3 separate regions of the Mus musculus genome follow, and regions 2 and 3 are each linked to region 1. A link is a contact called in public promoter capture Hi-C data. All regions are on one chromosome and are shown on one strand. The core of a region is the stretch at or near the end of the contact, and the rest is flanking DNA. Distances in the headings are between cores, read along the strand shown.

The links. Promoter capture Hi-C pulls out the DNA fragments that hold promoters and counts their contacts.
Region 2: a contact with region 1 is called in a promoter capture Hi-C map of stem cell-derived epiblast-like cells, with 2.6 times the contacts expected there. The contact joins the enhancer-like site here to the promoter of Lyve1 in region 1. A contact is called at or near these places in 4 of 39 promoter capture datasets (hippocampal neurons, liver and stem cell-derived epiblast-like cells) and 2 of 115 datasets of contacts at active chromatin or transcription factors (the 230-238 cell line and pancreatic cancer cells).
Region 3: a contact with region 1 is called in a promoter capture Hi-C map of liver, with 2.0 times the contacts expected there. The contact joins the enhancer-like site here to the promoter of Lyve1 in region 1. A contact is called at or near these places in 7 of 39 promoter capture datasets (cranial neural crest, hippocampal neurons, liver and 3 more).

What each region holds. Positions count from the first base shown.
Region 1 is chr7:110,861,324-110,864,460 of GRCm38.p6, forward strand. Lyve1 (lymphatic vessel endothelial hyaluronan receptor 1) reads right to left here and starts at 1,630. Exons shown (of 6, transcript NM_053247.4): 1 at 1,461-1,630. The coding sequence starts at 1,545.
Region 2 is chr7:110,115,339-110,118,475 of GRCm38.p6, forward strand. No RefSeq gene overlaps it. Among named protein-coding and RNA genes, the nearest start is that of Wee1, 5.2 kb to the right of the region's middle. Within about 2 kb of position 1,448, at least 78 of the 459 cell types and tissues checked have an H3K27ac peak or open chromatin away from gene starts, as enhancers often do. A contact at or near this core is called in stem cell-derived epiblast-like cells, where this site is marked.
Region 3 is chr7:110,270,794-110,273,930 of GRCm38.p6, forward strand. It overlaps Swap70 (SWA-70 protein), which reads left to right. Exons shown (of 12, transcript NM_009302.3): 8 at 2,467-2,574. Among named protein-coding and RNA genes, the nearest start is that of Gm32861, 16 kb to the right of the region's middle. Within about 2 kb of position 1,603, at least 42 of the 459 cell types and tissues checked have an H3K27ac peak or open chromatin away from gene starts, as enhancers often do. A contact at or near this core is called in liver, where this site is marked.

The DNA of each region.
Region 1 (3,137 bases), core at 380-2,879:
GTTTTTTCCCACATAGGAAATGTTTTCTGACAGAGGAGTCAGTGCGACTCTACACACGCTCCATTCTGACTCTCTCTGTAACAAGCCTTTTAAGAAGTTCCTGTCTGCACCCACTGCTCACCTCAGCACCACTGAGGCCAGCTGGATGATGGTAACTTTCTACTCTTTGCAAGAACTTAATTTCCTTAGGAAACAAAATGCCATTGTTGAGGAGGAAGCAAATAGTGTGGCAGGGGTCTAAGAGCGAGGGATGTGGCTCAGTTTGGAGTACCTGTCTAGCAGGCACAAAGCCTGAAATTCATGCTTTGTCACAGCGTGGGACTGAACACGACACTCTTGTAATCCCTACATCTACTGTGTGAAGGAAGAAAGGATCACTTCAAGATCACTTTCAGCTACATAGTGAACGTATGGCTAGCCTGGGCTACAAGAGACCCCCCCCCCCCGCCAAAAAAAAACCCCAAAGCATAACAAACAAACAAACAAACAAACAAACAAAAAAACCTTCCAAAATAATTGGTGTAATTGTAGCACTGTGGACTGTGGGGTGTGTGTGTGTGTGTGTGTGTGTGTGTGTGTGTGTGTGTGTGTGTGTGTTTGTTGTGTGTATGGCCTCCTGATGGCATTGCTAAGAGGACCAGGTTTATTTTAAAGTGACAGTTCTGGTATTGGTGGGGGGGAGGAGGCATAATCATCTACTCTAATCTCTCATAAAAGTCAAATCCAGCAATATATGAATCAACTCCGAACATCTGATCCTGATATGTCTCCTGTTTCAGGGCATCTTCAGCAGAAGGGTTCTCTTTAATGAACCTGTTACTTCACTTGCCCAGGACAGTAATAAGTGGTTTGTGATTTCAGCGTTTTTCCTACTATGCCAAATGAGGTCTCCATGAACGCAGCCCACAAACACAGAAGCAACTGGAGTCCCTCCCTTCACAGCTGCTGATGGGAAACATTTAAACCCAAATTGTCAGTTAATTCCCTGCAGATTAAAGTTACTGCAGATTAAAACATTGCATTCCTCTAGTGGCAGAATATCCTTGCGATTAAAGCAATTATATTAACAGAGTAGTATAAAGTGGGCAGGATTTAATAAAATATACCCATTTTTCCTTGGACTTGATGACTGCTTTCAATGTTCATAACCTTGGTTTGCTCCTTGAATAAAATCCTTTAAAAACAAATGACTTCTCATTTTTAAAAAAAGTCAAATTATTATCGTTAAAAACTTTCCATAACCCCAAATAAAATTCTAAGTGATGTCAAGGTGAGTGTGAGTCATTTGGAGAGTCTGCAGTGCAGTCAAACCTCTTTGGGTAAGCAATAAGATCCACTCAATCTGATAACCTCACAAGTCTCCTCCATTCCCAACAGTCCATGGTCAAGAGCAGGGGGAGCCTTGGACGCTTCCCAAGCCCTTGTGTAGCCTCCGTGTAGAAACCTGGTAAGACACCTACCTTGCACGAGGTCGGCACCTTGGACTGGGTGCCTAGTGGTCCAAATAGAGGCGAGGAGTAACACCAGGCTAGTGTGCTGGAGCATTGTGCAGATCCCTCCGGGGCACTGTGGCTGGCCACCCGCAGTAAGGGAGACAGATGTTCAATCACCAAGCTGGATGGAGAGTTCTGGAAATAGGCTGAGGATTTCCCTGCTTTCAAGCTTCTGATTTGTCAAAATCACTGGAGGAAATGAATGACATCCCTTGAACGCCCAGGCTGTACTTTGTGGATGGCTTTCTGGAACATTTAGCTAATGCTGACTCAGAAAGCACACGGGTGAGGAAGGCAGATAGCACTGTGTCAGCTGCTGAAGATTTCCCCAGTTCCCATATTCCCCTGTGGACTCAGTTCCCACACTCTCCAGTGTGATGCTTTGCGGAGCCCATTCATTCATGTCCGCCCGTGACTGGCTCTGCCGCTAAGAGACTGAAGATGGATTGTGTTTCTTTTCCTTTGTACAAGCAGTGCCCACCACCTCTCAGATGCATTGCCTTGTAATGTGTAAGGAAATAATAGTGAGGCTTAGGATAGTGACTGCTCATAAAAGCACCACTCCTTCCTTTGGAACTTCTTACATACACGGGACAGATCAACATTGCTAGGAGATTCATTTTTCAGAGAGACAAGACTCATAAAAGTCTTATCTGGAGCTGAAACAGTGGCTTAACAGTTCAGAGCATGGGCTGCCCTTCCAGAGGGCCTGAGTTTGGATCCCAGAACCCACACTGGGCAGCTCATAACCACCTGGAATTCCAACCCCAGGGGATTTATGCCATCTTCTAATTTCTGCAGACACCCACGCTCATTGCACATACCCACTCACAAGTATGCATACAGATTAATAAATCATTTTTAAAATTCACAGTTATAAAACATAAGTAACAAACCATTTATTTTTTTAAAAAAATTAGACACTTTGCACCTTACAAAAGGAGTTTTGATTTGTGTAACAGTGATCACCACAGGGATTATTGTGTCACAGTTCCCACAGTTACTTTTCGCTGGGTGCTGGTGGAATTCATCTTAGACTCCAACGTCTTCATGTGACACATATGACAGACAGCCACACTGTGTTAAATCAGAATGCACTCTGTATCTCCAAGCGGGGTTTTCAGTGGTTCTTCTTCAATAATTACAGTTGGAGCTCTGGAGTAACGCCTGGAGCAAAGGGCTGTGAGTTTTCCTCAAAAGTAAGTGTCCTTTATGGGAGTGGTAGTGTGTGTGTGTGTGTGTGTGTGTGTGTGTGTGTGTGTGTGTGTCCATATGTGGCTATGTGTACATGAGTGCAAATACCCAGGAGACCAAAAGAGGGTATCAGACCCTAAAGAGCTGGGGTTACACATAGTTATGAGCTGCCTAACATGGATGCTGGGAACTGAACTCAGGTCCTCTGCAAGAACAGAACTTAATTTTAAATACTGAGCCATTTGCCCAGTGTTGCCTATTTAATTCAACACTCGAATCACATGGATAATTACTTAATTGTACTGGTACAGACGTAGATACATGTGCAAAAAATGCCAGTAATGAGACTCTATTCTTCACAAACACTGAGAGTTTCTAGGCAAGCAAGGAAATAGCCCCTGAATATCTCTGATGTAAATGTGTTTGCACACAAGCCCTGGGGAGTGCATT
Region 2 (3,137 bases), core at 198-2,697, 750 kb before region 1:
CTCCCAAGTGCTAGGATTAAAGGTGTGTGCTACCACTGCCCGGCTATTTAGCCCATTTTTTTTTTAAAGATTTATTTATTTATTTATTATATGTAAGTACACTGTAGCTGTCTTCAGACACACCAGAAGAGGGCGTCAGATCTCATTACAGATGGTTGTGAGCCACCGTGTGGTTGCTGGGATTTGAACTCCGGACCTTTGGAAGAGCAGTCGGGTACTCTTACCCACTGAACCATCTCACCAGCCCCCCATTTTTTAAAATATGTATTTATTTATGCATATGAGTGTTCTGTTTTGCATGTGTGTCTGCATGACAGAAGAGGGAATCAGTTCCCATTACAGATAGTTGTGAGCCACTTTGTGGGTGCCAGGAATTGAACTCAGGACCTCTGGAAGAGCAGCTAATGAACCATGTCTTCAGCCCCAACTTTATTTTTTTTAATTATTATTTTACTTTATGTATATAAGCAGGGTTTTTGTTTTGTTTTCCCTGCATGTATGTCTGTAAACTACATGCATGCCTGGTGTCTCTGCAGGCCAGAAAGGGTGTCATATCTTCAGGAACTGGAGTCACAGTTGTGAGCTTCCATGTGGATGCTAGGAAAAATGCTTTTTCCTTTTGGAAAAGCAGCCATTGTTCTTGACTACTGAGCCAGTCTCTTTAGCTCTAACACAGAACTGTTTCTGCAATTCTGAATTTTGACTAACGAAGCTTTAAACAAATTACATTAAGTTTTTTATTATTATGATTTATTGTATGTGTGGGGGGGGGAGTGCACAAGCCAAGGTGCATGTGTAGAGGTCAGAGGACAACTTGGAATTTGTTTTCTCCTTCACTCCAGGAGGTACTAGTGATTGAACTCAGTCATCAGGTTTGGTAGTAAGCACCCTTACCAGTTGGGAGTTCAGGATAACTTTGGTTCTTTCCTTTCATAGGTGAGTCCCAGGGCTTGAACTCAGGCCCCAAGGAAGCCTTTTTTTTTTTAAAGATTTATTTATTTATTTATTTATTTATTTATTTATTTATTTATTTATTACTTGTAAGTACACTGTAGCTTCAGACATACCAGAAGAGGGCATCAGATCTCATTACGGATGGTTGTGAGCCACCATGTGGTTGCTGGGATTTGAACTTCCGACCTTCGGAAGAGCAGTCAGGTGCTCTTACCCACTAAGCCATCTCACCAGCCCCCAAGGAAGCTTTAAAAGAGGAAAACACAACAGAACAAAAACTCTAGAAATCTATCAGAGGTGAACTATTTCTCCAGGGCTTAAACACAAACTAGAAAAGACTGCTTTTTGGAAAGCCCCTCTAGTCTCATGAAATATTCCTCTGATTACATCACTGAGAAAAAAAGATAGTTCTTAGTTCTGAAGAACTTAGTCTGGAGGGCAGAGCTTATGTTAATGAGAACAGGCCTGGACTCATGTGCTGTCCTGCATTTAAAGTACTGGAGAGGGTGTCTCTTGTCTCAACTAAAATGGGACAAGGAAAGTGAATGAGCCAGTAGGGGCATTCAAGGCTTTTATCTGCTAAGTCATTGGTCTAAGGAGGATAAACAAATTGTTCTCCCTCCTGCTAAATTCTTCCCTACTGTTTTTTTGTTTTGTTTTGTTTTGTTTTGTCCCTCAGCTAACTGTACCCAGAGTGTGAGTCTGCAGCAGTTGCCAAGCAACATTACTGTTAGGAACAACTGGGTGGGGAGAGAACTGGAGATTTGACTTCTCTAGCCTGGGGCAAGTGGGTGGAACCCTCCCGTCTAGTACATTTTGTACTGTACTTGGAGGAGCATGCAATTTTAAAAATCAGAATTGTTTCAGTTAGATGTTGCTGAAATTAAACCATAACATCATGCCCTGTGCTTAGCTGGAGGGAGTGGGGCCTGGGTAGCTTAGTCATTTGGGGACTTCTGTCACAAAGATCATCACTAGATTTTCCTTTAAAAAGTTCCTGGGATTAAAGTCAATGGAGTTGTAGAAACAAAACTTGGTTCCAGGCCAGGGTGGAAGAGAACAGACAAATGAACATCAGGCAAAAGAAAGTCACACACTGGTTTTAACAGACTGGCGCGCGCGCGCGTGTGTGTGTGTGTGTGTGTGTGTACTGGAGGTCACCTCACAAGTGCTAGGTGAGTGCTCTACCATTGAGCAGTATCTCTGATAACATTTCATAATCTATATAAGAGCACATTGTACATCAATTTAACATTACACTTTAACATTACTGAGTCCTGTGCTTTTTTTTTTTAAGATTTGTTTATTTATTATATGTAAGTACATTGTAGCTGTCTTCAGACACTCGAGAAGAGGGAGTCAGATCTCCTTACGGATGGTTGTGAGCCACCACGTGAACTCCAGACCTTCGGAAGAGCAGTTGGTGGGTGCTCTTACTCACTGAGCCATCTCACCAGCCCTACTGAGCCCTGTTGTTGTTGTTTTTCTTTTTTTGGTTTTTGGTTTATCGAGACAGGGTTTCTCTGTGTAGCTCTGGCTGTCCTGGAACTCACTTGGTAGACCAGGCTGGCCTCGAACTCAGAAATCCACCTGCCTCTGCCTCCCAAGTGCTGGGATTAAAAGTGTGCTCCACCACCACCCGACTCTGAGCCCTGTTTAAACATTTATTTCTAAAGACAGACTCACATAACCCAAGCTAGCCTCCCATTCTCCGGCCACTACTTCCCAGGCACATACTTCCCAGGAATGCAGGTATGTGCTGCCACACTCAGCTCAGGCTATCAGGGATTGAACCCAAAGCTTCACACATGTTAAGCAAGAACTCTACCAACTGAGCCACATCCCTAGTCTATTTGGCTTTTTTGCACAGGGTCTCTCTTTTGGCCCAGGATGCCATTGCATTTTCACGGATCTTCTCCTTCCACCTCAGTTTCCAAGGTGCTAGAATTACGAATAGGTATGAGCCACTGAGGTTTGTTTTGTTTTGTTTTGTTTTTTTGCTTTGTTTTGTATTTTGGTGATAGGATTTCTCTGTGCAATTCAGAGTCTCCTGCCTCTGCCTCCATTGTGCTGGGGCTAAAGGCGTGTGCCACCACAGCCCATCTTGAGTCTTGCTTTTACTTTTTTCTTCTCTACCTTTGTGTGTGAGCAAATGTGGCGGTCAGAGGACATGTTTTGGGAGT
Region 3 (3,137 bases), core at 353-2,852, 590 kb before region 1:
AGCTCTGCCTGGGAGGAATGATGAGGCCACCATGTCTGGCACTGTCTTTGTTTTTTTTTTTTTATCTGTTTAGAATTTATAGAATGTGGACCAAGGTTTTCCATTATGTTGGGTAAAATTTCCATGTATTTCTTCAAGTATTTTTGCTCCCTTTTTACTTGTTCCACATGCTGTTGAACAGAATATTGTGTGTAACAGTCACCAGATTCTCTGATGCTGTTTATTTTTCTTGTTTTTCTGTCCTTCTGACTGTATAATTTCTGTGTATCTCTTTAGTAGCCCAAAGAGATTGTTGAGCCCCTCTAGTTGATTCTTTTTTGAAATAAGATCTTGAAGTCCTGGCTAGCCTTCAACTCTCTACATAGGGAAGTTGGCCTTGAACGTCTGCTCTTCCTCTTGCAGCTTCCAGTTCAGGAGTCCTAGGTGTGCTCCAGCACACCACGCCCTGGCTTCCTAATGCTGTGCACGCTGTGCACGGCGTGCACACCGTCCTCTAGAAGACTTACTCTTCAGTCGGTTCTTGAACATTGCAGCTCATCATTCTCCATTTGGTTCTTTTATATTAGCCTCTTTGGCCCTTGGTCTTGGGAAGATTATATGCCCAGTACAGGGGAACGCCAGGGCCAGGAAGCGGGAGTGGGTGGGTTGGGGAGTAGGGCAGGGGGAGGGTATAGGGGACTTTCAGGATAGCATTTGAAATGTAAATGAAGAAAATATCTAATAGAAAAAACTGAAATGGAAAAAAATTAATTAGCCTCTTTATTGATATGCTTTCTCCACTTGACCGAATATTGTTATTCCTTCTATTATATCTCTAACTGTGACTTCCTGTCATTCTTTTATAGTATATTTATTGTAATGGCTTTGTAGATATGCTCCTGTGCTGCTTCAAAGGCTGTGCCTGTTGACTGTTTTCCTACATAGGGGTTACACTTTCCTGTTTCCTCATACTTTTTTTTTTAGTTGAAAACTGGATGTTTTAGAAGATAAGGTGGTGTGGGAACTATGGATACTGATCCTGACACCCCTACCCGAAGCTTGCCATTGTGTGGTTATTTATTTAGTAGTGACTTGGCTGGACTATTTCCTGGACCCCCGAGGCCTTCAGTCTGCTCCTTAGGGCAGCAAGCTGGGGTGTGCGCAGCCACAGTCACCTGGCATGACCCTCCACACGGCTCTCCTCTTCTCCCTGTAGACTTTCCTTCCCGTCACCCCTGACTGACCGCTAGAGTTCACTGAGTTCTGGATGTTTGCTATGATTTCCGCAGTGCCTAGGAATGAAGCAGCCTCAGTCTGAGGTTAAGTTCAGACCCGTGTCCTCTCAAGGCCAGTCTTAGAGAGGGCTCTGCCTAGCCAGACCTTCCTGCTTCTGTCAGGCTTAACTAATCTGGTTGGTTTGCTTCCCGGTGGGACTGCTCTTAATCACTGCCCAAATCTCCTTTGTATGCCTTACATAGCAAAGTTATGTTTGGTGAGCGCTGCAGTGCTTGCTTTTCTCCTTGAGCGAAACTTCCCTGGAAGGCTGGGTGCGTGGGTGCTAGGGACCTATAACCTCAGCACTTGGAAGGCTGAAGCAGGAGGATTGCAAGTTGTATGAGCTTGTGTGGAGACAGCAGCACATACTTGGAGCCATCCACAGTCCTGCCTTAAGAGCAGAGGGCACCGCCTGCTGTCACCTCTGTTTCCTTCTCCCCCTGTGGAGCTTTTGCCCAAGTGAGTTTAGACCTGTCTTCTCTGCCTGCCAGCCTTGACCCCAGTGAAAACCCAGCAGCAGCTCTTCCCTTACCCAGCCTGGGCTGTGAGCAGAGGACAGAGGGCGCCCTTGTCTCAGCTTTCTTCTGCCAGGAGTGGCATTTCCTTCTTGCCTGGGGGAGGGGAGGGGGTGCCTGAAACACCACAGCCTTTTTGTTTTCTGTGTATTTGTTTGTTTGTGTTTTGCCTTTTGTCCTTTGAGGGTGGAATGGATCAACTTTGGGGCCTTGTGTATGCTGGGCAAGCACTCCACCGCTCAGGTACAGCTTCAACACGCTAGGATAATCTGCAAGCTTTAATGTGGTTTGTTTTTTTAAACCAGTTGTTCTTGGAGGGGGTTGAGGATGGGTGGGGGTGGGGGTTGAGGAAGCTCCCTGTGTCACCTGCCTGGAAGCTGAGCTGTGGTAACGAGTAAGGAATAGTGTGGTGGGAGACAGCACTGTATAGAAAGCTCCAGAACTAGGTCAGACTATGAGCATAGTTGCAAGTGATAATGATCCAGTGGTCTCCTCGGATTCTCTGTGTACAGTGTTTAGCATCGAGTCATTTGTACCGGATTTGTTTTATGCGCTGACTGGGCAGACTGGTCTCATAGCTTTTATTTAATTTTTATTAATTTAGTAATTTTATTAATTTTTGTTATATGCTTAAGCAAGAATTTCTCTTCCGCTGTAACAATCTTGCTTTTCTGGGGATGGGCTTCTGACTGATTAGAAACTGGAGGAAGCAGCCTCTCGTGCGGCAGACGAGGAAAAGAAACGCTTGCAGACTCAGGTGGAGCTACAGACCAGGTTCAGCACGGAGCTGGAGCGGGAGAAGCTGGTGAGTCTGAGAACCGCTGCCTCAGCTCTGGAAGGCCTGGCTGCTACTTCATCCTGGCTTTGCTGTGCCTTGGGTGGCTGCTGGGGGGGTTGTGTGCTTGTTTGTGCGTTATCCTTTATTAAGCATTTTCTGTGTACCAGAGAGGTAGAGGGAAAAGATGGGTGCCTTGTTTTCCACACCCCTAAGCAGAATTGTATGCTGTGGGGGTGATAAATGCTTAGTTAGTATGGTTACATGTCTTCATTTGCTTTGAGGTGTCCCTGTCATCCTGAGGCAGCCAGGATCCTTTTCATTCTCAAAAGGCTCGTGGTATGGACAGTGACTAGCTGTGAAAGAGTAAGCCTAAACCCACAGCATTTCTCCTCTGTAGTGAGGAAAGTGAACACAGACGTCTGAGCTCAGGGTGCTGCTCTGACCACGCCAAGGTCCAGTTGCTCTGTGGAGCCAGATGGTTACTGGAGCACACGTCTCTCATGGAATGCTGCTGTGCTGAGCCCTGTGCCTGAACAGGGTCTGCTTAGAGGCGAGATTCCTGTTTGTGTTCAGGAAGGTGCCTGTGATGC